Regions from separate parts of the Triticum aestivum genome. Here region 2 is linked to region 1. A link is a contact called in public Hi-C data. All regions are on one chromosome and are shown on one strand. Each heading gives the region's core, a stretch centred on a gene start, on an enhancer-like site or on the middle of the called end of the contact. The rest is flanking DNA. Distances are from core to core; before and after follow the strand shown.

Region 1 (5,791 bases), core at 1,805-4,304:
TTCACCAATGTTTTTACCTCATGAGGTTCAAACTCACTGTTATAAGTGAACTGCTGTTTTGATGGTGGTGGCTGCTGCCACAGTGCCTGGTAGTTGTGACGACCATGTAGAGGGGCGAACGATGGTGGTGGCTTGCTGAAGTATTGCCGCACTGGCTGGAATGGTACATTCTAATTAATTTTGCTTGATGATGATGAGAAAACAGACAACTGTAAAATAGGGTATATGGAATACAACATACCAGATTGTTTTGGGGCCACAATGAATGCCCAGGGGGATAGCTTGCCGCATCCCACTTTTTGAAGCACTGCTGTTGTGGCTGTAAATGGTGCATTCTAATTAATCTTGCTGAACGATGAAGGGAAAATGGATTGGAAACAGGGCATATGGGATCGATGCATGGCAAAGCGAACAACAGCGCAAGGACGAAATTTGCAAAAGCAAGTTCACAGGGATCTCGGCCAAATATACCTTCTGCTCTTTCTTCTGCTCTAGCTCCCGCTCTAGCTCCAGCACCTTATCGTCAAGCTGTTGCTCGCATCACCAACAAAAGACAGTGAGAGAGAAATCGGATGAGCCGCTGATAATAAACAGAACGCAAATTGGACTGCCATCACGGAAACTTCCGCAGATCGTTTTCAATAGGATGGACCTTGGAAATATGATCATTCTGCATAATAATCCCAGCAGCATTTCGTGCACGCTTGTTTTTCTGAGCCAATTCCAATGGCCTGAGGATCATAAAGTCAATTAGACAAGAGATCCCAATATGGTAATATCAGGTAAAGCTAATCGGCGAATAGCTATCAAATTATATAATGAATTGATCTAATTAAGTCAGATCATAGGTGCCCAGGCCTTAGCAGAAGAGAGGTTCCGTAGAATAAGAAACTTGCCTTTGGATTTTGCTCCTTGGTTCGCAGGAATTGAGCTCACTCACACCAAGCAATGCAGAAGAGATGGCAAGTTACTTGGTGGAATTTTTTTCGTTGAAATAAAAAGTGATAGAAAATACTTACTGAGGTGTTTCTTGGAAAATTTGAAGAGCTGCTAGCATCCCCTGTGATCTTGCGACACGCTGTGACTTCAATGCCTACAGAAACAGCTAAATTCATAAGCAACACCATACTCACAATCCCAGGTTTTTAGGGAACTGGTAAATATGCAGAAGACACACAAAGCAACATGCAGGCATTGGGCAGCCATCAAGTGGGTCCAAATAGCGCCCAGGTTAATTCGCCAAGGCAGTCACAAGAAGAGCATACTCCCCTCGGTATTTTTAACTCCTCATATAAGATTTGTCTGAAATCAAACTTTGTAAAGTTTGACCATATTTACATGTTAAAATAGCAACACCTACAACATTAAAGTTATACAATTATGAAAATTGAATTCATGACACATCTAATGATATTGATTTTGTATTGTGAATGTTGATATTTTTTTTCTATGAAGTTGGTCAAACTTTACAAAGTTTAACTTCAGACAAATCTTATATGCCGGAGTAAAAAAATCAGAGCAAGTAATAACTAAGTAGATAAGGATTGTCAGCATTGCATAGGCATGGCGAACAATAAGAGCAGGTAACAGTTACCTGGAGTCATATCCAGATGGCGGGACAATGCACAGACACGGAAAGGATGTTCAGGGTCATAGCGAAAGTGGTAATAAAAATCATCCGGAAGATAATACTTGCCAACTGCTTTCACAGCCTTGTTTCGTAAGTCAACAGCGGCCACACATCCATCCTTGTTACTGGGTTCCACCATAGATTTGAGATAAAGAATATCGTCACCATCCGGGCTCAGGATGGGGAAAGCTGAGTAGAGGTCCATGAATGTCAACTTTTCTCCCTTTAGCCCGGGCAACAAAGATGAATGCGCTGATCCGTCAACAACCAAGATGTCAGCGACATTGACAGCGCATGTCTGGCGCCAACAGTTGGACGAAACTGTCCGAGTCCATGTGACAGCCCTCCAGGCACCCCCAAAGGACGGCTGCTTGCAATGCCAATCCACGGCTTTGCGCTCGAGCGACATGATCAAGTCTGAATCGTAGATAACATCACCCTTGTCGCTCCGGCTTTCAGGAACAAGATTCTCCATCTCAATAAACTTGAGCACGCCATCAACCCATGAGAGATCCCGAAACCACCAGAGATTTGGGTGAGATTCGCCCTCTAGTTTTTTGCTTCTCTCTGCGGTGGGAGGGGGAACGGGACCTTTTAGTTTGTATCTGTTCCCAGGCAACAGCTCCGGCAGCGGGATGAAAGTGAGACGCACCTGATCTTGACGCAGGTCGCACATCAGCAGGCCCTGTGACAAATCAACCCACCCTAGTAGGCCTTCTTCTCCAAGAGTGATCACCTTGTCGGGCATAATCCTGTCGACCCCAGGACATGGATTGGGCAGGGTCCTGGTGCTCCATGATTTTCTCTCGGACGAGTAGATCCGAAGGTAATAGTCATCCGACAACGGGTCGAGGCAGAGAGCGGCCACGAGATACTGGCTGCCGAGCTGCAGGACGCCGAACTCCCTGACCCCCCGCAGATCATCGCGGTCGCCATCACGATAATCGTAGGGAGGAAGAATCGGGTCGAGCAATGGTGACTCACCGGCCTTGTAAAGGAAATATTCGGATGTGGCGCGGCGGTCGAAGACGGCGCGGATGAGAACGAAACGGCCCGCCGCGCCGACGCCGACCACGTGTGGCAAATCTTTGAAATTGCAGTACGGCCCGTCTTGAAAATGAGGGGGTCTGCAGCAGTGGATGGAGAAGATGGACAATTGTGGTGGGTCGGCCATCCAGAAGGAGACCGCCATGGTGAAGCCATCCTTGGATTCGGCTGTGGCCGTGGTCTCGTTCCTGCTGTCGGTGAGGCGCGGTTTCCGGGAAAGGAGAATTGAGGCCAGCCGACGCCGACGGGAGGCGTTGGCGGCGTCGCCCATCACGACGGGGCTTCCGATTATGGTGGGGATTGTGGGGGATCTGGTGGCGTCGCGGGACAGGAAGGATTTGGGGATTAGGGTTATCTCTCTTCTCACGACCCCGAGGCCTCCTATGCAGCGCTTTATGCGCCACGAAAGCGCTATGGCGCTCGAAGCCGGGCCGCGGCCCAGTATCTCGCACGCCTTGGCGGCCGTTGCCGGGTCGATGCAAAGATCACTCCAACTTTTCAGATTGCGACAAGTGGCGCACATGCATCGCGTCACTTGTCGCAACCTGATAATTTTTTTTAGGTCCGTTTATTCAAAACGTTTAATCTCTCAAACCGTGTGTCCAAATTTCAAACCGCTTTCATCGTTGGATTCTTCGTATCGAGGTCTTCAAAATTAAATTCCATGTTGATAGGTTTTGACGAAAAAAATTCACAAAAAATGGCCAAAAAAACCGGATGAAAAACCGAGCCGGGAGCGCGGGTTTTTTTCCTTTTCCGAAAGAGGAACGCCTGTGCCTCTCACGAAATCACAACCGCGTCTCTCGCGGAAGCAAAACCGTGACTCTCACGGAAGAAGAAAAAAGAGAAAACACATTTTTTTCCCGTTTCCGAGGAGGCACGGCCGTGACTCTCGTGAAAGCACACCCGTGCCTCGCGAAGCAAAACCGTGACTCTCGCGAAAGGAAAAAAACAAAAAAACGTGTTTTTTTTTGTTTCCGAGAGGCACGACTGTGATTCTCGCGAAAGGAAAAACGCGTTTTTTTTTCGTTTCCAAGAGGCATGGCCGTGACTCTCGTGAAAGCACAACCGTGCCTCTTGCGGAAGCAAAACCGTGACTCTCGCGAAAGGGAAAAAACTGAAAACACGTTTTTTCGTTTCCAAGAGGCACGGTCATGACTCTCGCGAAAGCAAAACCGTGTTTCTCGCGGAAGCAAAACCGTGACTCTCGCGAAAGGAAAAAACATGTTTTTTCGCGCAAAAAGAAATTTTCGAAAAAAATTGTCGAAAAGCTAAGGAAGACCGGTGAAAAACCAAAACGTAAAAAAACCGAAAAAAAACTGTTTAAATAACAGAAAACGCGTGCGGAAAAATAAAACAAATAAAATCCGAAGGGAGCGTCCAGAGCGCGACACGTGGCAAATGGCTGAGAGCGCGCCAAGCGGCGCTGATCGTTGCGAGGCTCCCGAAGGAGAGCTCGTTAACTAGTGGCTCCCTCCTAACATTTATGGCTACTAGTAAGGGCGTGTTTGGTTGCCCGCATTGAGCCCAACTAGGCCCGCGCAGTAAGCAAGAGGCCTGTTTGGTTGCTCGGACTCACTGTTGGGCCTGCATCGCACGCTTCTTAAAACAGCCTAGAGTCTGGCTCGCTGGAAACGCTTGGCTCGGCAGTTTCTTGTGGAGAGTGCGGCGCGAGGTCGCACGAGCGGGTGCGACGCGAGGGCGAGGGGGATAGCGGGAGATGGAAACCTGGCGCGCCGTCCCGGCGCCAAATCTAGCCTCACCCCCTTACACTCGCTCACCCATAGCCAGTACTCGTTGGGAGAATAACTGGGATGATCCGGAAGGGCTCGTTGTGCATCCGTTTCTGTTGCAAGATTTGATGGAGATCAGAGAAGGTGAAAAGAGAGGGGAATCAGAAGGCGCATGATCCGGAAGGGCTTGTGTCGGCTGCTTTTTTTGAGACAAACTTGCGAAGCTTTATTCAACCGTCACAATGTTTACAAGGATGAACAAAAGATCGCGGGGGGTGGCCTAACCAAACATGACGGACAGTCCCCAACGTTAACGCATGCTTCGCGAGGTTGTGGGCCTCAAAGTTCGAGGTCCGAAATTCATGACTAAAAATGCAAGAAGTGAAAAAACGAGCTCTCTCCGTTATTTCATGCACCAGTGCTCCGTACGATGCTGTTGTTCCTCCTCTAATCGCCTCCACCGCTACCATGCAGTCCGAGGCGATGAAAACTTTATGCTCGTACAGGTCCTCGGCAAGCGCCGGTGCTTCCCTGGTAGCTAGGACTTCCAAAACCTCTGGATCTTCTATGTTGTTGAATATAACTGCCGAGGACCCCTAATACACCCCTGATGCATCGCGGCAAATGGCTCCCACAGCCCCAAATTCACATGCACGCGACACTGCCGCATCAACATTAATTTTAACATGATTCTCCGGTGGCGACTGCCAAGTAGCTGGGCGAATAGTTGGTGCTGCCACTGACCTGCCAACAGGCTTCCGTATTTGCTTCAAATCTGCCATGTAGCTAGTGATAAAACCATTAGTTGAGACAGGAGTTTTGTAAATTCCTTCTTGGATTATCTTTCTCCTTGCTACCCAAATGGCCCATAGTGTAACAATCATGGTAGTAAACTCCTCTTGAGGAAGCGATTCACTCATTAGAAACAACCATCTCTTCGCTTGTTCATCTCTCTGCATGCACATATGTTGCACCATGTCCTCATTTGATAGAGCCCACATGCACCTGACGTAGTTACAGTCAATTAGAGAATGGCGCCAGTTGTCCTCTGCTCCACATAAAGCACACACATGGGACGATAACATGTTTTGGTGGTGCAGAACATCACTGGTGGGAAGTGAATGACGAGCCAACCTCCATGTGAATATCTTCGGCTTCGAAGGAACCTGCAATAGATGACCATCCCTTGGTTTCTCCACTGGACATCTCCTCTGCCTCCTCTAGCTAGGCTTCCCTTCCCATCTTCATTACATGGATCACTTTGTAGGCTGAGTTAACTGAGAATCGCCCCTCCGGATCTCCTGACCATTCCCAAAAATCATCAACCTGCCTTGTACAAAGGGGGATTTTTAGAATTGCCTTAGCATCAGCTGTCACAGAG
Region 2 (5,791 bases), core at 1,008-3,507, 460 kb after region 1:
CCCATAGGGTTTTTGCCCGCTGGGTCGCGGGTTGCGGGTACCCATTGCCATGTTGAGATCAGGCCGGTTGCGTGTCGAAGGATCAAGTTGGTTAGACCCAGGGAACACTTTTACACTTTATATGCTAAAGTTATGAGCATTGTTCTTAAGATGCAAATATGACAGCTACAATATTTTGTATACAAGGGCTTCCCTGATTCATATGAAAAAAACATTTCGCTCAAAAGGTTGAAGGGAGATAGTGCATCAAGTTATTCGCAAGGGCCAACTTGATTCTCTTCCTCGGGGATCCCATATGAGGGAAGGCTAGTGAAGAAGAAATTGAAAGGAGGAGATTTTGTTTCTTTAGAGTTCCACACCGAAAAAATAGCGACCGTCACATCGCTCCTTGGGGCAGCACAAATGGAATCAGTGAGGATTTGAAGTAACAATGTTGTATGAGGATGTGGTTGTACATTGCAAGCTGGTGTTTCAAATATCATATCATAATCATAGGGTTTCAAAAAATACATAAATTGGGTAGGATCGCATGTCTAAACAAAGCATTGTGAAAACACAAGCATGTGCAGAATTTGGGTATTTGATTTGCATGAATAAGAAAAACACAGAATTCCTAAAACACTAGCAAAAGGCCCGTGCATTACACGGAACATCAAGATGCATTTATATGAGTAGTTTATCTTGTGGGAGACAAAGATGAACGAGCGAAGACCTTATCTGCAAATGTGGAGAGGGGTGCGGGTATCTTTTTGCAAAATTGTCATAGCTTACTTCCTATGCGTTAGATATAGATCAGACGACCTATATTGCAAGATGACAGGCACACTATCATCACCATCTTTTTTTATAAGAGTAGAGATATGATCAAATGAAGATCAAATCATATGCAAGATAAGATGAATCTAATATTATGCTTTTTATGGCTTTTGTCTCCTTACTTGTGCACATGAATGTAGAAAAGGTTTGAGTGGATTGTAAAATACCTTTATTTTCCTTCAAAACTCAATTTAAGGAAAATTTCCTCCATTTTTTGTATGGCCAATTCCTTTGAATCAAATAGGTGAACAATGTCACCATAGAAGAAAAAACACTATTCCTATATTTTCTTTCTTTCTTTTTACTATAAATGCGTACATGCAATGGACGTTGATATTACAGAGGAAATTGTTTGCACGTTGATATTAGGTAGATATCAACTGCATGTTAATTATATCTGATTATAGCACAGACATTGATACACTATTTGATATGATATTAATTGAACCCTAAACATGTTGAGCACTAACCATTTGACCAACCTAGAAAGTTGGATATGGCATGACCGAGATTAATTGTATCTGCCCGTGTGTGTCATTTTATATTGTATAGATATATAGATGAATCAAAGAAGTCATGAGTTAGATTTAACAGCAAGATGTCTCAGGGCATGTACAATGGTGTCATCTTAGAAGTGTTGCATAGAATAAATGCTGAGACAAACAAGAGAGAAATCATAAAAAAAGGACTTGCCTTCTTTTAACTAAGAGATGGTCGAAATAAGTCAGTGTACATCTTTTTTGTGGCCGTATGCATCGTTCTGATGCAGAGGCCGGGGAGTCCCCCTTTTCGAAAAAAGGGAAAAAACATCTTTTTTTATTATCTTCTTAGATTACGTGGCGGACTTATTAAAATAAGATTGCCTTATCAACAGTCGTAGCGTGCCGTAAACCAAAATGTGGTTGGTTAGGAGGACAGTGGTATTACTCTGCTCATAAAAATTCAAGCACCAGACTTGACATTGGTGCTTACATTTTCCTAGATTTATTTCAGATCTTTCGGCGATGTGTGTTTAATGGGAGGAGACGTTTTCGTCGACCACGAAGACGACCGTCGCGACTTCATCGGTCTTAAAACGATGTGCCATCTCAATCTCTAGGTGATACTCATAGTGATAGAATGTGTATGGGTTCATAGAGATGAGGTATGCGAACATGGCTCAAAATATCTTTGTTACAGCAAATGCATGTTCCGAGCGAAAAGAACCGCGTGGCCGGGCTATACGCTTGGCAGGTACACCGAAGGAAAAGGAACCAAATCAGGCACTCCTACAGTCCTACCCACATTTGCCAAAAGAAAAACCAGGTAACCATAAATGCACCCGGCCCGGGCGACGCGTTCTGGTCGCAACGGCCAGGCAAGTGCGCGCCGCGGCGAAACCCGGGCCGGGCAAACGCGTCACGCGGCCCCACCAATCAGGCCCATGCGCCCACGTTCGGGACGCGGTTTGGAAAAGGGCGAATTCCGCTATATAAAAACCACCTGACCCGACGCCCACCAAATCACCCAAACCCCAGCGTCTCAAACAAAGCCCTGCTGCGCCTGCTCCGATCGGCGCGAGGAACCAGCGAGAGACCGCGGAGCCAGAGGAGGAGGAGGAGAAGATGAGCTACTACAACCAGCAGCCACCCGTCGGCGCCCCGCCGCCGCAAGGTGCGCACCCCGTCGATTCCCGTCTCCATCGATTCTCTTTCCTTTCCCTGCGCGGTGCCCCTTTCCTCTTTTTGTGCTGAATCTTGGCCTGTGAATCTTTGAATCCTCAGGCTACGGGGACAAGGCCGGCTACCCACCGCCGGGGTACCCTCCGGCCGGCTACCCACCCCCGGCGCAGGGCTACCCGCCGGCCGGCTACCCCCAGCAGGGCTACCCGCCGCAGTATGCGCAGCAGCCGCCGCCCCACCAGCAGCAGCAGCAGAGCAGCGGGCCTTCCTTCATGGAGGGATGGTAAGCTCCTCGTCCCATCTCCTCGATTTTCCCTACCTGCGGTGTCCCGAGCGCTAGATTAGATCAAAGTCCGTCCGGGGCTTGTTCGGAGGGCTGGAAATCATGATCGGCCGGGTCAGATCTGCCTGGGCACACCGGCGGCGTCCCCTTTCCCCGTCGGTGGCCGTCTCTTGCACGTTTGCGTGGGTGGGGACCGCGACTTGACGCGTGAGCGAACCCTCGGGAAAGGGCGAGAGAGAGAGAGAGCAGTCGCGGTCTCAGACGACGTGTCGGTCGCTCCACTCAAAGCACACACGTATTCCCCGCGGCGAGGGGTTGTCTCGTCCCTCATGCCGTGGCATGAACCGTCCGATCTTGAAATTGACGGCTCGGATGCAGTCAAAGTCATCTGTTGTGTAGCCAGCAGCCAGCACTAACCGAAAAAAATGCGTCTCCGCGGTCACGATTTCCGGGAGGCGTTTCACATGCGTTTTGGAGGTCACGATTTCCGGGAGGCGTTTCACATGCGTTTTGGACTGGCATTGAGATGAGATCAGAAAATGTTCGTGGTATAGAAATAGGCTTTTCTCTCTTTAGATTAGATTCCTTCGGGACGACGCAACCTGGGAATCGGGAATTAATATTTCCGTTGACGACGCGGTACTACTACCAAAGAACGGCTCTCCTCTGACCCAAGATTATCAACCAGCTTAATTACAGTACTAATTACGTAGATGCTCACGCACTAACTGTTTATAGTATACTTACCAAAAACAGTTGCAAATTGCATGAAGAATGGCTCTCGTCCCACCGGAGATTCTCGATCAGATTGGTTACAGTACAGTACTAATTATTTAGATGCCCGCGCACTAAACTGTCAGTATATACTCCTATTTTAACAGTTGAAAATTGCGTGCATGGTTGGGCATTTCGAATTAATTCGCGTAATGTTTCATTATGCCGGCCATAGGCATATACTTGTTGCAAATGCTGCCAGTATATTATGCAGCTACTTTATCCTGCCTTGGATGTTCTGTCTCATGATTCCCTTGTTGACATTTTGTTTGCGACAGCCTGGCCGCCCTTTGCTGCTGCTGTCTCCTGGACGCCTGCTTCTGAGGAGGGAGGAGGAAAGACGACGATCAACTTCGTGGAACTGGGACTGAGCTATCCTCTCTGACGGAGAAATGCTGCTAGTAGCTTAATTATTATTTCTCGTCGGGCATTATCGCCTCCTTTGTTTGATCCATGTTTATGAACCTCTCTGCATTGCAACTATTCGCTTGGTTGTCGACTGATGATTATATTATGCCTGGTGCCTTCCGTGTGTATATTCTATATTGTGTCGGTTTATCTCTGTCTCTGGTGGTGGAATCCAACTCGCGGTTGTGGTGTCCAAATTGATTTTTCTGGCACGTCTCCATCGATACTCGCGGTTTAGCCGTCGGGTTGAGTCTGAGGTTTCGACTGGACTGTACTTTAACCGATTCTTCCAATCTCGCCCCGCAGAGCCCGCAGGAATTCTTGACGTGCTATACTTGTTGGAAGTATTAAGGACGTTGTAGGTCTTTTTCTAGCGTTTTACATTGGGTGATTCTTTATATTTTGTGATTGTTTGCCTGCAATCACCAGAGACACCCACTCCCTCGCATGTATTCGTCCCAACACTTCCTATCCAACCGTCTTTATGGTAAGTTTCCATAAGCAAAGGGATGATGGGAGCACCATCTATTCAAAGTGTCGAGGCTAAGCAAAGCACGCCATGTATACAGGCACAGGTCGACGTGTAATCCCTCTTATCTATTACTTGATGATGACATTTTGTTTTAGATTCTCACACTGATGATGACATTACGTTGCCTAATTCCATATCGTGTGTGCGTCACGCCCAACAATGAAGGCACCCACCACCTTGGGCAGCACAGTACAGTGCACCAGCATATGCATGTGCTCCGGGTCTTTAAGATGGAATATATCCAACCATGAAATTTATTCCTCTCCGGCTAGCTGCCGGCTCGAAAGGATGCGTGCTGCCAACTGCAAGCTAATTTCGGCATGCAGGCATGCATGTGCGGTGCATATCAGCATCTGATAAGTTGGCAAACCTCCACGCGAAGTATTCCATTTGATTTGTTCTCCGGAGCAGCGACACATCGAAACGCCTTTTGCTTCTCAATCCAGGCAAAAGGAAATCATCATCATCATAAGAATAAAACATCGCAGGAATCAAGCATCAGGCTCACTTTTTCAAGCTTTTACTACCTCTGTTCCTAAATATAAGCTGCTTTGGCAATTCACACGGAGGGTGTACATCGAAATCAAGGTGGAAGCAAAAGAAAGAAAACCGCCACCAAGAGCGCATACTTTCCGTTACCATTTTCTTTTCATATACTTCCTCCGTCCCATAATGTAAAATGTTTTTTGACATTAGTGTAGTGTCAAAAAACGTCTTACATTATGAAACAGAGGGAGTAGTTCTTAAGAGATGTAAAATGTTTTTTGACATTAGTGTAGTGTCAAAAAATGTCTTACATTATGAAACAGAGGGAGTAGTTCTTAAGAGATGTAAAATGTTTTTTGACATTAGTGTAGTGTCAAAAAACGTCTTACATTATGGAACAGAGGGAGTAGTTCTTAAGAGATGTAAAATATTTTTTGACATTAGTGTAGTGTCAAAAAACGTCTTACATTATGGTACAGAGGGAGTAGTTCTTAAGAGATGTGTAGAGTACGTCCCATAAGTGAACAGGCCGACTCAATCAGGGGGGTAGCACATGCACACCTCCATTTGGCATCATCAATTGCTTTTCCAGGGAAGCATCATTATATCGCATGCAGATGGTTTCTGTATAGAAATTCCTCTGATATTTGTTTTCTGTTGTGTCACAAAGTGTCCTTTTTACATCCATAAGTAAAAGAAAATTTTAGAGCCGCTATCACAGGCTGCAGTTATATTTCTATCTGAAATTACAACTAACATATATAAAAGCCTTGATGTAACCAGTGCAGATATCTCGTCTCACTCTCACCAAATTCTTTGGAAGTCCTATCA

What was found. A called contact is a pair of places that touch in the nucleus more often than the background predicts.
Region 2: a contact with region 1 is called in a Hi-C map of leaf, with 8 times the contacts expected there. The contact joins the promoter of LOC123044396 here to the promoter of LOC123044394 in region 1. A contact is called at or near these places in 4 of 5 Hi-C or Micro-C datasets (leaf and an unstated tissue).

Annotation. Positions count from the first base shown.
Region 1 is chr2B:208,995,132-209,000,922 of IWGSC CS RefSeq v2.1, forward strand. LOC123044394 reads right to left here and starts at 3,055. Exons shown (of 9, transcript XM_044467126.1): 1 at 1,595-3,055; 2 at 1,020-1,093; 3 at 897-931; 4 at 653-731; 5 at 472-528; 6 at 242-319; 7 at 18-155. The coding sequence starts at 2,948.
Region 2 is chr2B:209,451,398-209,457,188 of IWGSC CS RefSeq v2.1, forward strand. LOC123044396 (cysteine-rich and transmembrane domain-containing protein WIH2) reads left to right here and starts at 2,258. Exons shown (of 3, transcript XM_044467127.1): 1 at 2,258-2,469; 2 at 2,580-2,760; 3 at 3,813-4,070. The coding sequence starts at 2,421. The coding sequence ends at 3,858. LOC123044397 (probable amino-acid acetyltransferase NAGS2, chloroplastic) reads right to left here. Exons shown (of 10, transcript XM_044467128.1): 10 at 5,579-5,791. The coding sequence ends at 5,789.